Linked DNA regions of Gossypium hirsutum: region 2 is linked to region 1. Evidence: chromatin contacts called from public Hi-C data. All regions are on one chromosome and are shown on one strand. Each heading gives the region's core, a stretch centred on a gene start, on an enhancer-like site or on the middle of the called end of the contact. The rest is flanking DNA. Distances are from core to core; before and after follow the strand shown. Region 1 overlaps LOC107889745. Region 2 holds the start of LOC107889713 (very-long-chain aldehyde decarbonylase GL1-9).

The links. A called contact is a pair of places that touch in the nucleus more often than the background predicts.
Region 2: a contact with region 1 is called in a Hi-C map of hypocotyl, with 2.2 times the contacts expected there. The contact joins the promoter of LOC107889713 here to the enhancer-like site in region 1. A contact is called at or near these places in 5 of 34 Hi-C or Micro-C datasets (hypocotyl, leaf and petal).

What each region holds. Positions count from the first base shown.
Region 1 is chrD06:30,367,505-30,374,691 of Gossypium_hirsutum_v2.1, forward strand. LOC107889745 reads left to right here. Exons shown (of 20, transcript XM_016814338.2): 9 at 162-203; 10 at 319-427; 11 at 967-1,081; 12 at 1,215-1,264; 13 at 1,379-1,457; 14 at 5,669-5,719; 15 at 5,844-5,985; 16 at 6,094-6,138; 17 at 6,658-6,762; 18 at 6,848-6,889. Among protein-coding and RNA genes, the nearest start is that of LOC107889745, 16 kb to the left of the region's middle. Within about 2 kb of position 4,492, at least 2 of the 9 cell types and tissues checked have an H3K27ac peak or open chromatin away from gene starts, as enhancers often do.
Region 2 is chrD06:30,490,479-30,497,665 of Gossypium_hirsutum_v2.1, forward strand. LOC107889713 (very-long-chain aldehyde decarbonylase GL1-9) reads left to right here and starts at 4,583. Exons shown (of 3, transcript XM_016814252.2): 1 at 4,583-4,841; 2 at 5,128-5,492. The coding sequence starts at 5,262.

The DNA of each region.
Region 1 (7,187 bases), core at 3,242-5,741:
TATGAGTAACTACATCATACTTCAGGCATACTTTTTTCTGGATTCATAGAATAACATGCTCTACCTCATTAAAAAGTGATCATTATATCTCTTAAAAGTGCGATAATACTTCTTGTGTATTTACTTGATGTTGTGCTGATTGTCTTTTATTTTTATTTTAGGGGCAAAAGTTGTCTGAAGTAAAGGACCTATACCTAGTTGAGGTCATTTTTAAAGCTATTTGCTATTGTTTTATTATTTAGCAATTAATGTCAATAATTCTGTTGTTTGTGTTGTGGCTTAATGACTTCTGAATATCTTTTCCGTGATGCTTCTTAGGTAGGAGTTTACTGCTCATTCAATCAACTTTTAGAGAATGGGTTCTATCATGCTGATCCTCACCCAGGAAACCTTTTTCGTACATTTGATGGGAAACTGGCATATATTGGTATTCCTCTTGAATATGGATAAATTTTTGGTTAATTATAGTCGGTTTGAGGCTTCTGTTTTTAGTTTTTATTATTTTTGCTTGACATATAGATTAACATTTTTTTTTTGTTATCTTTTAAAATTTTCCTAATTTTAAAGATGATTTCATTATATATTGACCATGTTGTCGTTTTATAAATGCTTTTCACTCTCTATGTAGAAATAGAGATGGGTAACTTTTGAAGGTTGATAGTTTGTTGGGATGGCTGTCCATTAAATTAGTTATTTAAAATTTGTTTATTTCATATATTTTTAACAAATTTGCTAATAATATGGGAATGATTTTTTAATTGATGTTAGCAATCACCTTGCTACATTTAAATATCCAATATATTAGTTTTCTTCTTTTCTACTTCTCTCTCTCTCTTTGCGTGTGGGGATGGGGGATTTGCCTATTAGCTATACTCTTCTACCCCATATAAATAACACCTGAACCATTATCATCTATCAATAATTGCTAAAGGTCCAGAATTAACCTTTAATATCTTTAATGACCAGATTTTGGTATGATGGGTGAATTTAAACAAGAGTTCAGAGAAGGATTTATTGAAGCTTGTCTCCATCTTGTAAACCGTGATTTTGATGCACTGTCTAAGGATTTTGTCACTCTCGGGTACTGCAATTTTCACGTTTTCCAATTATATCTGAAAAAAAAATTATTATATTGATTCAACATGTCGAAGCCTGGATTAATTATTAACTAACAGTACTTACCGGGAATCTTATTTGTTTTGGTTAAATTACAGGCTTCTTCCACCAACTGCGGAAAAGGAGGCTGTTACAAAAGCTTTAACAGGTTTCCTTTCTATTTCTAGATGAGACTGCGCTCCAAAGATCTGTACTTTTAGAAATTGATTGCCTCTCTGAACTAATTAGTAATTATCGCCTCTCCTTGATCATCTGTCTTTAGGTGTCTTCCAGGATGCAGTTGCCAAAGGAGTCCGAAATATAAGCTTTGGAGACCTTTTAGGAAATTTGGGAACTACCATGTAAGGAGTTCTGTTTGATTTTTATCATATGCATTGAAATTATGTTCATGTGCTATTCTCCAATGTTTGTCCTTGTTATGTTGGTAATTTGTATGTTTGTAAGTGTGTAGATCTTCTCTCTAGCATGTGCAAGTCACGTATGAACAAAGGTTGATTACTTGAAACAAATAATAATATATTGAAAGCACTGAAAATAGAAACTAGGGACATTTCTTGAAGTACGTAAAATTAAATAGACAGGAAAGTGAGGGAACCCACAAAAGAGATGCTCCAATGGTGAAGAGAGCTAACTTGTGAACAATGCCATGCTACCAGGAAAATTTAAGATGGTTAGTTCTGAGTTAAAACTGATGTACAGTTGAGATGAAATTTTGATTCATTAATTCAGGAAGCATTTACTTTTGCCAGTATAAGAATTGAAAGCACATCTGTAGGTATAATACAGCTTGTTAAGTGATAGGAGCTGCAGAAAAAGAATAAAAGGAAAAGTATTTTATTTGCAAACATGAGTGCAAGAATCTTAAACGCCCAAACATTGTTTGTGTGGAGTGGACAAATCTCCAATACAATGAACAAAATGACTTGTGCTGAAATTGAACCGGTTAAACAGCTTATTTATACTAGTAAAGCCTTAAGACATTTCCTCAAACTCAACAGAATAACATATCAAAAGAAAGTGGCTGTGCAGAATCTGCAAGTAGTTGCAGATTCCCCTTGATATTAGGAAGTTTGAATCTGCAAGTAGTTGCAGATTTCCATTGATATGAGGAAGTCATGTAGACTTTGCAAGTTGTTGAAGATTCCCCTTGATTTTTGTGAGACCCTATAATGGCTGACTTCTTCCATATTCATGTGATGCTCATGTGGTAATTTATATTTTTCCTCCTAGGGTAAGTTTTTAAGGGAGGTGTCGTATCATTAAACTTTCTTAAAGAATTCTAGCCACTAAAAACTGTGCTGGTATTTGTTGTGTAATAAAGAGTTGAAGGCTCAAGGAAAGTTCCACTTGTCCATCTGGCACGTGCCCTGTCTTTTGGAAAGCATAGACTTGCATGAAAAAAACAAAACATTGAACCAGTTATCTCTCCAATAGATTTTCCTTATTACTACCTGCATCAGCAGATAATTAGTTGTTGAAAATCAGAAACGAAATTAGAAGAAAGAAATGAAGAATTTGTGTTTATTGAGAATGAGAAAATACATGGGTATTTATACAACATATGTAGGCCTATCTAAGGAAATATTATAGCTATAAATGAGTAATCAATCCCTAAATATCAGTAATATAACTTAATCTTGATTTGGTCAGCTTGATTTGATCACCTGTCGACACTCCCCTCAAGTTGGTGCATAGACATCACACATGCCCAACTCACGAACTAAATTGTGATAGGTCTTGTTGCTCAATCCTTCTTTAAACACGTTAGCTAACTTCTCGTCAGATGTCACATGAATTAAGTTTAAGACACGCACTTGTAGTCAATTTTTCTTTGATAACGTGATGATTGATCTCTATGTGTTTTGTTAGATAATTTTAAACTGGATTTTGAGCTATGCTTACAACAACTTTGTTGTCTCTGTATAAGTATAATTTTTCTTTTCGTGGAGAGTTCAAATCCTCCAACACTTTTCGTAACTACAAGAGCTCACAAACTCCTTGAACTGTAGCTTTGTATTCTGCCTTAGCACTTGGTTGAGCATCTGCAGTTTGCTTCTTGCTTCTCCAAGTGACTAGGTTGCATCCCACAAATGTGCAATACCCAGATGTAGACCTCCTATCATTTAGAGTTCCAACCCAATCTGCAACTGTGTATGCTTCTATTTGGAGATGACCATGTTTAGAGAAAAGAAGACCTTTTGCTGGAACATGAATCATGTACTTGTCTGTCTGAATATGAATCATGCATGAACTAGCTTATTATATTGATTGCATGTACTTTGTCTGGTCTAGTGTGTAAGAGATAAATCAGTCTTCCAACCAATCTTTGATATATCTTCTTCTCCATTGACTCTCCAATCCTTGTTTGCAACTTATGATTACTCTCCATAGGTCATTCTGCAGGCTTGCAACCCATCATACCAGTTTTTTTCCAGAAATCTAGGATATGTTTTCTCTGTGAGATGAAGATTCATTTTTTCTTTATTTGGCAACTTCAGTCCCTAGGAAATATTGTAGCCTCCCTCCCTCTTTTATTTCTAATTCCTGAGCCAACCACCCTTTTAGCTGAGTCATCTCTTCTTTTTCATTTACTGTCATTACAATGTTGTCAATATATACTATAAGAAGAGTGATCTTACCCTTGTAATGTCTTATGGAGAGGGTATGATTATCATTGCTTTGTTGCTAACCAAACGAGATCATGATTTTGTTGAATCTGTTAAACCATGCTTTTGGAGATGTTAAGTCAGTTTGGTTAAATCGGTTAAGACTGTGAAGGTTGGTCAGTTTGATTATAGTAGGAGGGTCTTTGGTTAATTCGGTTATGTTTAACAAAACATGATCAAATCAATTGATTTAATCGCTTGCTTGCCCTTATTGATGCCTAAACTTTGCCACTTGGTCTAGGTTGGTGCATAAAGGTTTTCTGGACTAAGTTGGTAGTTCTACCATTACACGCTTTGCCCCTAAAAGTTAGCACTATTAATTGTTTGCTAATTTAGCATCTTCAACCACTTAGGAAACATGTTGGTTAAAAAAATTTAAACCATGTTAGCTTTTTGTTATATATCTCTTTGCAGACGTGTAATATACATATGAATAATTTTTAATTTCTTTCAGTTTTCAGTAAATTAAATACATTTAATAAATAAAACACTTTAATTTTTTTACTTTCTCATCCTTTAAAACCCTCCCAAAAAGACGTAATCTCCTTTCATCTCTATCTCAATTTTTGATGGAAGCTTCTTTTCGTTCCCTTTGATCCATTCCAGCCCTCTTAATCCTTGCCCAAACAAAAGCTGTGCCCTAGACCCCACAATTTAAGCTTTCCTTGCCTTATTCAGCACCGTTAAAAATGACTTGAATCTGTATGGCTGGTGAGTCAAATTCGTGGGTTTTAGCTTTGTTCCGGAGTTGTAAGCATAACATAAAAAGATTCCTTACAAGAATTGGTGGTGGGGGATGAAACTTCGACAACGTCAGTTTGAGACAACAAGAAGTTCAAAGGGAAAAATGGAGTGAAAGTTTGAAGACGCAGTGCAAATTGTATTTCATCTTCAAATCCATTAAGTTGTATTTGCCAAGTTTTTGGTTTATAAAAGAAAGTGAGAATTTGTAGCTGACAGAAACTTATATAATTTTTTATATGATCTATATTAATTTATAATTTATCTATAATTTCTTTAATTTCATTACTTTTTCATAATTTATATATTTGAGGTTTTATTTTTTAATAATTTATTTATATTTTTTGAGATTTGCAAAAATTATATATTCTTTTTTGAATTTTTATTGTATTTATATGCTTTTATAAAAATTGATTTTTTTTAATATTTATAGTTTTTTATTTTTTATTTTTGAAACTTTTAAACTAAAGTTGGCAATGTTTTGACATTATTAATAATACAGTGAGAAGCGATTGTATGAAACTGTGATCTCAGGTCATATATATTCTTTTCCAATATGAGAATGACAAATCGGATTTTTCCTCCTGATTTTTAGCATTTTTAGTTGGATTTGAATTTTTTCAGGAGAAAAAAAAACTGAAAATCAGGTGGAAAAATCTGATTTGTCATTTCCCAATTGGAAAGGGATATAGATGACATGGAATCACAATTTCATACAATCCTTTCTCATAAGACAATAGGATGATGTGGATTAATTTAGGGTGATGTGAATTCAACATGACACGCTTTGATTAGGTAATGGTTGCTATAAAAGTCTTCGTCAAACAAAACTTTACCAACCTAGACCAATGGTCCATTTCAGGTGCAAAATATGCATTAACCCAATTATTTACATTGACAAACTGCTTTTGGTGGAGATGGAATCTTTGGATGATCGAGCGGAAAGAATGGCTTTTTTCTATTGGGAAAAGAAAAATAGCTTTATTTGGTAGGAGTAAGAAGGAACTATTGCTGTGGGTGAGCAGATTAGTCATCTCAATAAGTTTATTGACTAGTATTGTGTTATATGATCTTCTAGAGGTGGCACTTAAATTGTTCTCAGAGATGTTCCCAATATTCATGATTTCATTTTCAATTTTTGGCAGGTACAAGTTCAAATTTCAAATACCTTCATATTTTTCTCTGGTTATTCGTAGGTAATGGTTTTCCTTAGAGATTTGATGCGTCTTCCATACAACTTCATGCTGTTTGTTCAGAAATTTAGAATCTTATATGTTGCCATGTTTATGCCTATTAATTGGTTTACTTATCCTTCTCTAGTCTAGCTGTATTGGAGGGAATTGCAATAAGTTCTGACCCAAATTACAAAGTTTTGGGTAGTTCATATCCATGGATTGCAAAAAAAGTATTGACTGACAGTTCACCTCAACTGAAGTCTTCTTTGCAGGCTCTTCTTTATAAGGTACATGTATACTGATTCTTCTTTATTGAAATGTTATTGTTTACTGTGTTGTACTTTACATCATGGACATAGCTTACCAACATTCTAATTAGGTTTGTAATCTGTTAGGATGGTGCTTTCAGAATTGATCGTCTTGAATCCCTATTGACAGAGGTGAGATTTTCCAATCTTTTTGCTTACTCACCATACTCCCCCCTTTGTTTCTTCTCTCTCCTTTTACCACACAGATTACAACATATGGCATCCTGTTGTATATGTGAGAAACAAAACACTTGATAAATTTCCTATTATCTTTGGTCCAGTTTTGCCTTTTTGTCTTATTCCTGCAAAACAACCGCCACTGGAGTTCTGAGTTTTAAACAGTCCCAAGTATTGAAGGAACTATTTCTGCTTCCCAGTCAAAAAGTTAGTAGTATATTTGTTTGTATCTGCATCCTTCAAACAATTAGGTCATCTTCAAACTATTTTTTCTCACCAGTCTAAAAATTTAGATCAGATGTGTATTGATTAGGAGCTTCTTTCAAACAATTAGGTCATTTCGTGCAGCTTATACTCATGGACATTTTCTTCTATAATAATTTCTAATCTTTCCCTTTCCTATTTCTTTTCCTTCTATGAATATCCCTGCACCTTCCTCAGTTTATTCTAGTCCTAAAATGATTCATATGGCAGTCCCTTCGTGCTCGAACTGAGAAGGCCTTGGTTAAGATACAAAGAGAAGAAGCAAATTCCAGGGTGGTTTTTAAGGAAATCCTTTATTTTACATTAACAGAAAAGGTATCCGGAAAATTGCATCTCTATATTATATGTATACTTTTAATGGCCCAATTGAAGTTGATATTTTTCCTTTCTTTTTTGGCAGGGCAGCTTTGTGAGGGAAATACTTATTGAAGAGTTCGCTAAGGTATGGTTTGGGGCATAGATCTCATACATGCACCCAAAAATTACTAATAGTAGTAGTAAAAAATTAGATGTCTATTATGTTAAAGGTTATGTTAAAGGTGATCTGCCTAATTTTTAGGAAATTCTGTTGAAAGTTCTGTTGATATATCTGTTCTAAAACTAAAAACAGAAATAGAAGGAATTTATGCAAATGAAAATAGAGAATAGAAGGAATTTTTGTAAATAAGAATAGAAAGAAATTCATTGTTATTTTTCATTGAGGGATTCTAATCTAGGCTATTTAGAATTTGTAAATTACT
Region 2 (7,187 bases), core at 3,333-5,832, 120 kb after region 1:
TTCAAAATATTAAAAAATGGTTTCGACAGTTGCTTCGTATACCTAACCCATACCTTAATTTTTGAAGTTTTCAATGTTTTTGTAAAGTGCCATTGATGAATTTTTAAAATTTTAAATATTTGATGATGAAAAATAGATATTTGTTGATAGATTATCATATTTTGTTAAGTGATTTTTGACAAAAATGTCAAATAGGGATTTATTTGTGAAAATGTGAAAATGTGTGGTTAAATGTGTGAATAAATGATAAATATGGGTTGATATGTGCACTAGGAAAATTCAGCTAGCTTAGGAAGGTATTAAATTGCATGAATTTTGTGTATTTGTGAAATAGGGACTAAATTGTAAAAATGTGAAACTTTGGGGGAAAAGTGTAAATGTGCCCAAATGTGTGTTTTGGATTAAATTGAATAAAGTAGTGATTGAATAAGCTGAATTTGATATTATATAGATCAAGAAAAATAGAATTCGGACCTAGATCGGGGAAAACTAAAGTTATCAACTAAACGACTCGATTCGCCATTTTAGCAGCCTAGGTAAGTTCTTACGTGACAAACATTGTTACAATTATGCTTTTTAATACTTTGTTATTGCATAAATTGTATATATGAGAATACGATCATGTTTAACGATAAATCGGCTATGTTTAACACTTAGTATGAAATTTGAGATAGTTTCGGCTATTTATGGCACTTAGTGTGAGATTTGAAATAGCTTCGGCTATATATGGAACTTAGTGTGCGAGACTGAGATAGCTTCGGCTATGTAAGGCACTTAGTATGCGAGATTATAATAGCTTCAATTATACGATGGCAAATAGGGTACGAAACATTGAGTGTTCAATAATGTTACGAGAATGTTTAAGTTCGTTATGTATTTGTATAGGTATATACAAGTAAGTAGGAAGTTCAAATAGAAAAGGTTAAGATTTTGCGCATAATTATATGAATAAGCTTATGGAAGGTTTGATATTATCATGAGCTATACATTAAATTGTTCAAATTGATGATTTTTGTTTTATGAATTGTTGAGTATATTTAGTACGAACTTACTAAGCTTTGTAGCTTATCCTGTTGTTTTTCTTGTGTTTTATAGATTTTGAAAGCTAGCTCGAGTCCGGGAATCGTTCAGGAACATCGTCACACTATCGATCGCTATTTCAGTACCTTATAAGTTTGTACTTTTGACTTATGGCATGTATAGGCTAGTTTCGATATGGTACATTTCAATTAGTGTATATATATAGCCATGCGAAAATGGCTTAATAACACTGTTAATGTTTGTGAATATTATGCCATGTATTGAGCTCATTTTGGAAGTATGTTATATAGTATATAATTGTGTGATAATAAGGATGTCCAAATATGTTTGCCGATTTCACTTCTTAATGTTTGGATATGGATATTAAGTCATGCTCGAATGTGTTTAAATGCTTAATTATAATTGTCTTAATGGTGACTGATTGATGCTGCCCAATTTGATGTATAAATATTGTCCAATTTGATGTATAAATGCTGTCCAATTTGATGTATTAATGCTGTCCATTTTGAGCATATTAATGCTGTCCATTTTGCGCTTATTAATGTTGTCTAAGTTTGAGGTATAAAGGCTGTCCAAAATAAGGTAGGTTATCTATGTTTGTATTATGTTGCATAGTTAGTAATTTATTAATGAAATATATATACAAATGGATGTTTTGATATATGCTCGGTATATGATATGTAACGATAAATGTTTGAAAGATGTTTTAAGTATTTGATTGACATAAAATTTTGATTAGATAAATATTAATGAAAAGGTTGAAATTCAAAGCATGAGTTGAAAATGTAATTTTATTAATAAAGTATGATTGATATTTGGTGTGGCTTGTGAATGACCTATGTTTTGACATATAATCTGTTTTGATCATTAGGTGAGATAAATTAGGGTTTAAATATATATACGTACACATGACGTATATTTATTTTCAGTTATGGTACTTGGTTCATTTTGTTAAGTATGAGATTTTGATATTTAGTAATGCCTCGTAACCCTAATTCCGCGACGAATATGGGTTAGGAGTGTTACATAGGTTATAAGTGGCATGTAGTTAGTGTTTTGATTTCATGTGTATATATTCAAGTTGTGGTATGGTTTTGCTATGTGAATAATGATGTGTTATTTTGCTATGTTGGTACTTTTGGTGATTAAGTATGTACATATTTAATGATGTTTTGTATGTTTTGTTTTGGTATGTGATATGGTGAAATGGTTCAAATATTAGGCATATGTTTTGTGAATGGATCGTGGTTAAATGTGAAATTGAATATGCTTAAATTGAGGTGCCAAATGTGACATATTGGTTAGGCACTTAGGATGTATGAGATAGATGTTGTTTGAGGTATATTTTGATGACTATTGAACAAGTTTGAGTAATGGTTTAATATTGCTTGTGGAATAAGTGAAATTGAATTAGGTTACTTGTGGAGAAAGTTTTATTTAGGTGCACATGGGCTGATACACAGTTTGACACACAACCGTGTACCATACACAAGTATATAAAACAGTTGTATGGTCTGTTGATTTAAGTTTCAATTGGCACACACGACATCAGTTAGTTACACGGTTTGGGGACACCATCGTGTGCCTCCTTCCACATAGCTTTAGTCCTTACACACGGTTAGTCAACACGGCTATGACCTATAGCTTCACACGACATTAGGCTGTTACACGACCATGTGACCTATTTTGCATTTTTACCTCACTTTTTTTAAATGTTTCAAATGAGTCCTTACTTTGTTTTAAATTGTCTTATAGCTTCAGTAAACTTGATTTAACACCGTTAGGATATGAATGACATGATTTTGATTGTATGTTTATACAATTGTATGGGAATGTATTGCATCGATATAGCATGATTCTGTTTTGTATTGTATAGTAGCATTTCGTAACCCTAATTCGATAATGAAGATGGGTAAGGGGTGTTACATTCATTCTGGAAGGTGTCGTGTGATGTACAAGCAACGTGTTGCAACATAGGGAGCAGTCCACTGACTCCTTGGCTTAAGTTAGGGTCTTACACACTCAACTAGCATGTTAGTCTTCCCTTAGGCTCAAATCAGCCTAAAAGGTCATAAAATACTCCAAATTGCTCACTTTGTTAACAAATTACTCAAAATAGAAACTTAACGAAAACATTACTTATTTGCTAGAAAATGAGCTCACTAAGTACTGAAAATGACCTAATTTACCACAACGAATTATGGCAGATCACTAAGTAATATACTATCTAAAACCCAAAAACAATATCTAAATGAACTTCCCAATCTGTTGTTTTTAACTAATATTTATAGTTTTCATGTATTATGACCTAATTAGGTTGATTACAAACTGATTTACAAATTGAATGAGGTTGTGCGGACGAAAACACCTTTGCAAAATTATTGGGCTCGTCGAGTCAATGTCACGACGTTCCCTAGCCAATGTCACGACTTTGTGGGTAGACTACTCGATCTCTTGGATTCAGGGTGAATGTCATGACTTTGCTATATCGGTGTCGCAACTTTGTGCCTAGTAGCTTGTCCCGTGATTTCTGTTGGAAATTTGACTAAGTGTTGAGCCTTGCTTCCAATGTCACAACTTCCCTTTTGAATGTTGCGACATTCATGTTAGTCTACTGACTCCTTCGCTTAGATTGTTGTCTTGCACACTCTATTAACTCGCTAGTTCCTCCTTAGGCCAGAATTGGCTAAAAAATAGCTCAATTTATTCAATTTAAACTAAAAAATAAAATTTTCTAAAAATAAATATAAAAGATATAAAATTACTTAATACAAGCTGCTTAGGTACTGAAAAAAAGCTTAATTTGGCATAATAAATTATGGAATATCATCGTTACCCCAACCCAAATTTCCTTTAAATTTTTTTACAAAAACCAATGACACGATGCCATGTGTCAAAAAAAGTAAAAAATTCACTTAAAAATAAAAAATAGAACAATTAAAAAATAGTTAAAAATAAAAAATCATAAAAAATCCAAAAAAACTTAGAAAATTATAAAAAAATCTATTTTTAAAATTATAAAAAATATTTTCAAGATTTTATAAGTATGCAAAAATTCCAAAAAAAATTTAAAATTTTCATAAAAATTTTAAATTTTTTTTTTCTAGAATTATATATATTTTAAAAAATTACAATTTTATGAAAAATTTTAAGAATTTTAAGGTATTGTTTTTTTTTGGAAATTTTAGGGGTTCTTTTTGCATTTTTATGAAAACTTGAACATATTTTAAAGGAATTTTGAATATTTTTAATAAAAAAATACAGTAAAACTCTAGAAAACCTAAAAATTCTAAAATTTTCTAAAAAAATTAAAATTAAAAAAAAACAAAATTTAAAAATTTTATGAAATTTTTAATTTTTTATAATATTAAAAAATAAATTATAATTTTTCACCCTCGCCTATTCTTTTTTTTTTACATAATATCCCTAGAAAATTTAGTATATCTTTGCTTCTCATATTGTATTGTACTTATTACAGTTTAAAAAAAAAATTGAAATATCAGTCTATAAAACTAAAATTACTGCGCAATTCGCGTGTAAAAAAGATCATGACGTTTCGGAAAAAATCATTAAATGATTGATTAATAGTTTATTATAGTGATAAGAACATTTATTTGTTTATACTTTATAGTTGTTTTATACCCATTCTCTCATCATTACTCACAATTATGAGTGTAAAGATGAACTTGTATTCCTACTACAACTCATACTCTTTGGTTGGTTGATTCCATTATTTAGATCTGAATGCATAATCAGCTTTGTTGGAATTTTCAACGCTTCTTGATCAATCTCGATCCCCTGTAAGTCAAAATCATTTCTTTTCTCTTTTTCTCTCTTCAAAAATCTTCACCCTTTCTTCCCATTTTCTGCCCTAATTTTGATTTTTCTTTTTGAAAAACATTAGGGCAATGCAAAGTACTGACCTGGATCACTGGAAAACTTAACATTTTAGAAAAATTGAGTTTTTTTGTGTGAAATTAACTGAAGCAGAATCATGCTAGAAAAGAAAGTTGATTTTTCTAAATTTTGTTTAGTTTCATGTTACAAAATCCTTTTTATTTAAAGTTTTTTGGGTGTTTATTTCAGGGTTGAAACGGTAAATGCAGCTTCAAATTTGTAAAAGTTGAAGTGGGTATTAGCCCAAGGAGAAAAAACAAAAATTATTCGTCCAGAATTTGTTTGGTTTAGTGGATTTGGGATTGACAGAAAAGTAGAAGTAAATGGTGTTTTGGGAAGGATATGTGAGTGATGAAGCAATGGGGACAGTTGCCCCGGTTGTTGTATATTGGTTGTATGCTGGGTTTTATCAACTCTTACCACCTTTGGATAAGTACCGTTTACATACTAGAAAAGAGGAGGAAGAGAAGAATGCCGTGCCTTTCGTTTCAGTTGTTAGGGGTGTTCTATTTCAACAGCTTGTTCAAGCAACTGTTGCTAAATTGCTCTTTCTGGTTAGTCGTAAAATCATGTTATTTTAAATCTTCCTTGACAAACTTTACTCTTCCATATAAGTTTGTCGAATTTATTTCAGAATCAAGAGATCACTTTCTATTCTTGGCTTCTTTGTTATGTAGATGGGGTGGTTTAATTTGTTTTACGGTAGATTTTGTGCTTGGCCTTAGCTTTGATGTCAATGTCATAGGAGGAGCCCTTATATCTAGCATGCAGTTATGAGTTAACAATAGCTGTAACATCTTAAAATAGGGAAAAAGAGCTGGTAATTAGTGAATATAATGTCCAAAAAACCAAAAAAGCGTGTATTGTTAAATACTAATTTTGTGAAACATCTTAGTATCTGATACGTAATAAACCATAAGACAAAATTCCTGAAGTATCATATTACATGTAACAACATCTTGGTGGTTTTAGAATCAAAATATTCACAAATGCCTCTGCAATAAAAAAGTAAATGGGTAATAAAATCTGTATAGTTTACTTGCAAATTTCACTAATTTTGCCATAGTGTTTGTGGTTCAGAGTAGGCTCAAGCATAGATGCTTCATTTAGTTCAGTCATGACTTTTGCAAATGAAAGTGAGGTGGTGAAAATAGCAGTGCTTCCAAGTAGGTTTGATTGTTCCCTATAGTTTATGAACTCAGTTTATTCCACTCCCCCCTCCTACCTTATGAAATCTACTAGGATAGAGAAGCTTTAGATTTGGTTTTAAGTTTGGAATCAAGTTTGAATACCTTCTTTAGTTGCTTCATTGTTAAAAAAAGTTGGAGGCATGACCAATTTTGGTAAGTGATATTTGATGCAACAAGTCAAATTTGGATAGGATAAAGACCAACGAATTCTATCAGGACTAGGGAATGAGTACATTGGTCTCAAGGTATCAGAAAAAGACCTAAAAACAGTAGGATTATATATTTTACATGTGGGATTATATATTTTTTAGCGAAGCACATGCAAGGATTGTTAGTCTTTTATTTTTTGAGCTAGTACAATTTGCATTTGCAACGGGTTTGCAGCTGAATAAGGGAAATATTTGAAGCTTGGGTTCATTTCATTTGAGAAATCCTTGAGATGTAATGTACAAGGGAAGACAATTTCGTTCACATTGTGTGCTTTTCTTTTCTTTTTTTCCCTTACCCATTGCCCTTCTTCTAGAGGGTAGTGGTAAGGACTGAGTATTTTTTGGGGGGCCTTTATCCTCTAATCTTAGTTCTAGTTTGTCATCCTCAACCTGTTGCGTATAACTACTTTCTAATGACAAAAAAGCTTTTTCTGGTGCATGAGGACTTCTCATGGTATCTTATTGCGTGTTTTAATTTAAAATTTAAACATTGAAGTAAAAATTTGTGTATGTTGATGCTATTTCTCCAAATTTGATTCTTGGCTTGTACAATTCATGATAATAAGATGTCCTCTAAGTTGCATTTATTTTTCTCCTCATACTGGTGCTGGCATTTTCTTTGAGTTTTAGAATACAATGGAGTTTATATAATTAAGAGGAAAATAGCTAATAACATGATATGTTCCTCTTGCCTTGGTCTTGCTTGTAAACTGTCTAGAATAGCACTTGGCTCAGAGCTCCATCAAGTGTGTCAAATAAGTGGTCATGCATTTTTAATTCACTCATTCGTGATCTGACAGTTTGTTGATTGGATGATTTTTTTTTTTTTGGGGCAGAGGTGATTGGATGC